Regions from separate parts of the Mus musculus genome. Here region 2 is linked to region 1. Evidence: chromatin contacts called from public HiChIP or PLAC-seq data. All regions are on one chromosome and are shown on one strand. Each heading gives the region's core, a stretch centred on a gene start, on an enhancer-like site or on the middle of the called end of the contact. The rest is flanking DNA. Distances are from core to core; before and after follow the strand shown. Region 1 overlaps Pbx1 (pre B cell leukemia homeobox 1). Region 2 overlaps Gm34477 (a long non-coding RNA gene).

Region 1 (3,006 bases), core at 286-2,785:
TAACTTTCGAAGAAGAAAAATAAAGTCCAGGGACTTTCAGCAGAAGCCTGATGACAGCCCCTTCCTGCCCTGGCTCCAGCCAGCTTGGTGGGGGAGGGGACACAACTGTGTTCACAGTACCCCAAAGAAGTTGTCCGGGTTTCTAAAAACTGGCAAAAATCAGGTGGCTAAAGGCCTCTCTTCACACAAGTCTCTGAAACAAGGCAAGGGGACATACAAGAAACTAGGTAGCATAGAAGTCCTGGAGCCTTCTCTGAGTGTTCAAGAAATCACACCAAGCTTAACAAATGTCAAAGCTGTTTAAAGTACATCAAGGTTCTTAGGGTTAAAAATTTCCCCAGGGTAAGTGCTGCACTCCCCATAATAGCTGAGAGATAAAGAAGGCAGGATGGGAGGGATTTCAGAGTAACTCCAAGTTTTGCGATTTAATCCAATTCGATAGATGAAGCAACAACTGGGCTATTTGTTGATCAGAGATGAAACAGAGGCAACTAAGGAAAGAGCTGCCCCTACCCCACCCCCTACCGAATCTCACTTCTTTATGCAAAACCTCCTCCAGGGTTGAAGCGTGCATTTGAGAAAGCAGCCCCCACTGCTGGAAGCCCAAACAGCACAGGCACAGCCCAGAGTAGGAAGCCTGGGGGCCCTGCTGGCATCATCGGGGAATCCAGCCCCACACTAAAAGTGTTCCGTAAAGGAAGCAAGACTCCAGAGCAAGAGGATGCTTTCCAGGAAGACCGTTCTCCTGTCACCCTTGGGGTCAGCCTGGAGGAATGAGAGGAGCCTGGCCTGCAGTGCTCCCAGCCGATCCTCGGCCTCCAGGGCCAAGCACCGGGGTAGCAAAGTTCAGCTCAAGCCTTGCAGATCTGCACTGGGGACTTGAGACAAGACCCCGAGAGTGACCCTGAGTGTCTGCCTAACAGCCTCCCTGTGCATTCCCAGCTGCTGCAGGGCTGTACCAGGGCTAGTCTGTTGTGGATCTGTGATGACTCAGCCACTACACCCTGGTGCCTCTGTTAGGCTCAGATCCTCATGTGAGATTGTGCCTTGGGAGGATCTGTCCCCTGAGCACCAGGCTCTTCATCAAACTCCTTTACCACCCCAACTTCCTCCAACACCCTCAATTTCTCATTTCTTCCCCTGATTAAGGCAAAAAACACTTTCTTATGTCTTGAATATTCTTATTTATTGTTGGGTGCTCTCTCTCTCTCTCTCTCTCTCTCTCTCTCTCTCTCTCTCTCTCTCTCTCTCCTTCTTTATTCTTCCCCTCATCCCCTGCAAAGGATTCAGCTCCCCAAACCACACCATGACTTCTTACTCCTATCTAGCCAGCATCACCACTGACCGATACCTACTTGGGATTTATCCTCCTAAGGCCTTAGAGATGATTACAGACTCCCTAGCAAGAGGGCCACACAAAGGCGAGCTGAGCCCAGGTGCCTGCTCTTTGTTTTAACTGTGTGTTCATGTGGGCTGCTAGGAGGAGGCTCCAGCCTCTGCTTGCCCTGTGTGGCAAAGAATTAGCTCTGGGCTCTCAGAGCTAGCTGCTCCCGCCTTCCAGAAGGATGCCAGCTGGGCTCAGCCGGGTTCTCTCAAGGAGGCTTTCTTTGTTAGGGACGAAATATAAATGCCAAGTTTCAGCCCTATTAACAGTGGTAATTATTAGAAATCTCCTGAGAGCGGCAACACTTGAGATCTCAAATCACCCAAAACCTTCAGTGGAAAAAAAAAAAACAACCTGCTACTCTTTTCCAGGTTTAGTTTAGCCCAGACCACCAGGTAAATGTATTCCTTTGAGCTGCTGCTGGCAGATTCAACTGGTCTGAAAGCAAGACAAAAATGTCAACTTTCCTTTTTCCCCTGGCTGTTAACACATTTGCAGGTAAAACCAAGCATCTTTCTTTTTAAAAAAAAGTAATAATAATAATAATAATCAAAAACAAAAAAAAAACAAAACAAAAAACAAAACAAAAACCAAAAAAACTCACTTTAATAACATTTCCAAAACGTTTCACTGACAGTTATGAGGAATGACAGAAGATCACCAAGTCACACGACAGGTCTATGGTGGAAGCAAACTCAAGACTTCCAAACTTTCTGGGCTTGACTTCATGAGCAACAGAAAGGTAGAACATGTTTCCTCATACATTCCATGAGATTTCCAATCTAGGATCCCACAGTTACAAATACATAGTACACATGCAACATTATTTGCTGCCGTTGCCAAGCCAGCAGGTAGATGACAGCACACTGGCCCCCAGCCGAAGGCTTCCGTCATAAACATTTTTTTCTTCAAATTCCACCCCTTTCCCCCCTTCTCAGTTTGTCTTATCCAATTCAGCTTGATTGATAGAAGTAGCCGTAGCACCACCATAACCAACTTTATGTGACCGCCTAGAAAAGATACAGGGATTCCCAGGCTAAATTAGAACTGCCATCTTAACGAGAGAGAATTCTCTCATAAACAGCTCCGCCTGCCTCCAAGTGTGTGTGTCTATGCTTGACAGTGGGTTATGTAGGACCTCATAGCCTGCAGAATGTAGGGTCGGACTAGTGAGTCTCTATATCCACGCAGACCAGGAAGGCTGAGAGCCAAAGGAGAAACTGGTATTCTCGAAATGACATGCTAACACAGAGACAGTGAGAGCACCAGGCTTCAAATGCAGTCTAGCAGCTTAGTCTAGCGATTATATCAACTATGGAGTCCGCCGACTGGTTCCCACTCTCTTGCAGCTAAAGATAGCGAGATGGCTGTTCGGCCCACTCGGTTATTTTAGGGAACCTCTGAGATTTTGTTAGGGGTAGAGAACCACAGATGAGCAGTTATGGAGAGAAGTGATTTAGAAAGACAGAGGAGGTGGTGTGGGGGCTGGCTTCGTTCTTGCTCATCCTGCCGCCCTCTAGAGGGTTCAGGGTACAAGAATGCTCTAACAAGCCTGTCCATATGTGGGCAGCCAGCTATAGACCCACCAGATCCACTTTGAAAAGGCAATAGCCACACGTGTC
Region 2 (3,006 bases), core at 250-2,749, 950 kb after region 1:
GTCTAACTTGAAACAATAAAATATTAATAATGATAAGGTATATAGATGCATGTTTTCTCATGGTTATAGCCTTTAATAGAGGAATTTTGTCAGTAACTAGGTTCACTTATTAACACTAATTTAAATAATGGTAGCAATGTTGATAGAAACATCAAGTACAAGATTAAATGATATATGATACAACTATCATAGTATTATTTGATTATATAAAACTAGTGCCAGAGATGTACATGCAGGAGACAATTTTAATAGCTATAAATATTATTGAAGCTTACAGGCCTACAAGCAAAAGATATCAAATCCAAAACAGTATGTGAGCAGTTTAGGTTTCTTGGTAAATCATCTGGCATTGACTAGTGGAGCAGGCTAACTGTTTAAAGAGTGTTCTTAGATACTGGACTGAAGGAGAGAGAGAGGGAAGGGGAGGAGGGAGGGAGAGAGAGGTTGTTGAGGGCAAGGAGACAGCCCACACTTCCAAAGGAAATCGTTTATAGCTGGATTGCTGGTGATTTTACAGAAGGGGAGAGTTCCAAAGCCAGGGCAGGCGTGTTTCTCCAGCAGGCAGAGTTATGGGGTCAGTCTGCAAGCCATAAAGCTCTGAGGTTTGTGAAAAGCTCTATATGGGCCTCAATAAACAACAATGATCAGGTTAACCTCTTGCTTCTGAGATACTCCTGCCTTCCGGGCTGCAGCTGGTTCTGGTCGTGAATATGGCCAAAGGCATCCCTGATTGAGCCTGTCCTTTTGCAGAGTGGATGCAGAGCTACCAAATGACATAAGGTGACCTCAGGATCGAAGGTCTTGATGAGTATGGTTGTGAGACTATAGTGTGAAGGTATTTTACATTACCCGCTATCCCTTCAGCCGAACAAAAAGAAAGCACCCCTCTGTAGAGTGTTTATTTTGTTTAAAGTCCCTCTGATGAGCTCCTGGGCTCCGTAGTTATATAACAAAGTAGTGGCGTAATATATGAGGGCAGTGAGGTGGGAGTTGAACATACCTGTATTTGCAGCCATAATGAGAGCTCAGAGGTAACAAGGGGGGTGATTTGGATAATAATTAATAACCTGAGTTGCAAGCACAACTGGATCCGCATGCAAATGCTGTGACCCTGCGGTGGAGCCTCTTGAAGAAGAAGGTGCTTTATTGCCTCTGTCAGGCATTCCCTTCTCAGCTGTGATTCCTCACAGCCTTGGTGGTTTGCATACTGCAGCTAAACATTAGGCCATAATGAATGACAACTCAGCCACTCTGCACACTGCAGAGAGAAGCTGCCATAATTGGCTCCCCCATCGCCTTCCCATCCCCCTCTGCGAAGGCAAGCAGGCACCAAGCAGACACTGCCACACTGATGCAGAGGGACTGAGAATCCCACATGCTGTGAGGGTGCCCAGGGAGTGTGCCCGTGATGGGTTCACATGCATCCCAGAGACATCCCAGAGGCACAGCCCTTCCTTCCTGCTCTCCTCTGACTCAGGGAACAGAGCATGAGAGTGTCCTGGGTCGGTGAGCCAGCTCACCAGACTTCTTCGCTGTGTTATGTCCAGGTTCAAGAGAAGAGCCACAAGAATGGTTAGAGCAAAATAACTGAACAAATTTGATTTTATCCCCTGTGAGATATAGCTAGGGTTTTTTTTTTGTTTTGTTTTGTTATTTTTGGGATTTTGGGGGGGTGTTGTTTGGTTGGTTTTTTATTTTTTTTTCTCTCGTCAAACTAAGTGCCACGACCTCTGTTCTAGATTTCTCTTTCCACAAGATATACAACCTGGATAGCTGAGTAACAGGGAGCTGAGTTGCAAATTGTCATGCTAGCCGTGATGACTGCACATAAGACCAAATATTAGCTGTAACTATTTTATCAAACTTAAAATCAAGCTGTTAGTTGTCTGTTCAGTTGCTACAACAAAGTGACCTGACAGCAGTAACTCGAGAGAGGAAGTGTTTATTTTAGATCACTGCTCCTGGGGTCAGTGAGTCAGGATAGGGAAGTCAGCTGGTCCAGTCTGATCTGCACTCAAGGAGCAGAGAGCAGTGAATGACTCTGCCCTTTCATTATTTTTCCATCTGGTCAGGCAGCTAGGGTATGCCTTTCCTTAATTAGTCAGATCTAGAAAACCCCTCATTGATATACCCAGAGATTTGTCTCCGAGGCAATTCTAGATCCTGTCAAATTGACGATCAACTTAAACTATCAAGCCATGTAAATTTAAAAAAAAAAATCATCTTGTATCAGTCTACTATTCAAAGGCCCACGTGTAAAACTTTCTTATGTTACGACAAGTCCTACTTTCTGTATTCTGAATTACTTACTAAACAATAGCCTACCCGTGAGGCTTCGATGTTTGCATTTCATTATAAACCAAAGTAACTAGCAAAAAACTAGAAACTCTGGTAATGAACAATGTTAGCCTGAGGGGATTTTTTAATGTTGAGTGGAAGGTAAGATGCTCAGAGACAGAACAATTGCCTTCTGGGAGAAGTTTCTTATCTGTTCTGTGCAGCTACTAGAAATTCGGCTGGGATTCTCATTTGATTGCCTTGTTTTGGATAGTCTTATGTGTGATGGTCCTTTCTCTTCATAATTCATGAATAGTGTGAATGATTTGAAAACAAACCGATAGCAAGAACTTATATAGACACTTATAGCTAGCTGCCCGGCACAGCTGTTGAGACAAAAGGCTCCTGAGAGAGATTCCCGAGTTCACTTAAGTATTGTAGATTACTAATGAAAAAGGTAATCTAATTAAGATTACTAATGAAAAAGATAAGAAGATAATCTCAGTTCTCTCAGAATAAGCATGACCATTGGACAGCCAGGTGATAGGAAGAGAAGACTTGTGTCAGAGAGCTGGCAGAGGCAAAGGGAGAGATGGTTTGCCATTCAGTTGACTGTCAACTTTCTATATAGTTGGTCTGAAGGTTTCTCCCCTCTTCACTCTTCCTGTGGAAGCCTCACTTGCTTGGAAATTAGAAATGTATTTAAATAAATTGTTATCTTTTGCCCAT

The links. HiChIP or PLAC-seq counts read pairs in DNA pulled down with a chosen protein or histone mark.
Region 2: a contact with region 1 is called in an H3K4me3 HiChIP or PLAC-seq map of embryonic basal ganglia, with 6 times the contacts expected there. The contact joins two enhancer-like sites. A contact is called at or near these places in 10 of 39 promoter capture datasets (the 3T3-L1 cell line, the HPC-7 cell line, HPC-7-derived erythroid cells and 6 more), 1 of 484 Hi-C or Micro-C datasets (embryonic fibroblasts), 8 of 115 datasets of contacts at active chromatin or transcription factors (craniofacial prominence, embryonic basal ganglia, embryonic forebrain and 5 more) and 1 of 9 other capture datasets (embryonic stem cells).

The regions. Positions count from the first base shown.
Region 1 is chr1:168,416,331-168,419,336 of GRCm38.p6, forward strand. All of the region lies in intron 2 of Pbx1 (pre B cell leukemia homeobox 1), which reads right to left. Among named protein-coding and RNA genes, the nearest start is that of Pbx1, 14 kb to the right of the region's middle. Within about 2 kb of position 1,536, at least 111 of the 459 cell types and tissues checked have an H3K27ac peak or open chromatin away from gene starts, as enhancers often do. A contact at or near this core is called in embryonic basal ganglia, where this site is marked.
Region 2 is chr1:169,366,997-169,370,002 of GRCm38.p6, forward strand. The region is part of intron 2 of Gm34477 (a long non-coding RNA gene); the gene reads left to right. Among named protein-coding and RNA genes, the nearest start is that of Gm34477, 4.0 kb to the left of the region's middle. Within about 2 kb of position 1,500, at least 34 of the 459 cell types and tissues checked have an H3K27ac peak or open chromatin away from gene starts, as enhancers often do. A contact at or near this core is called in embryonic basal ganglia, where this site is marked.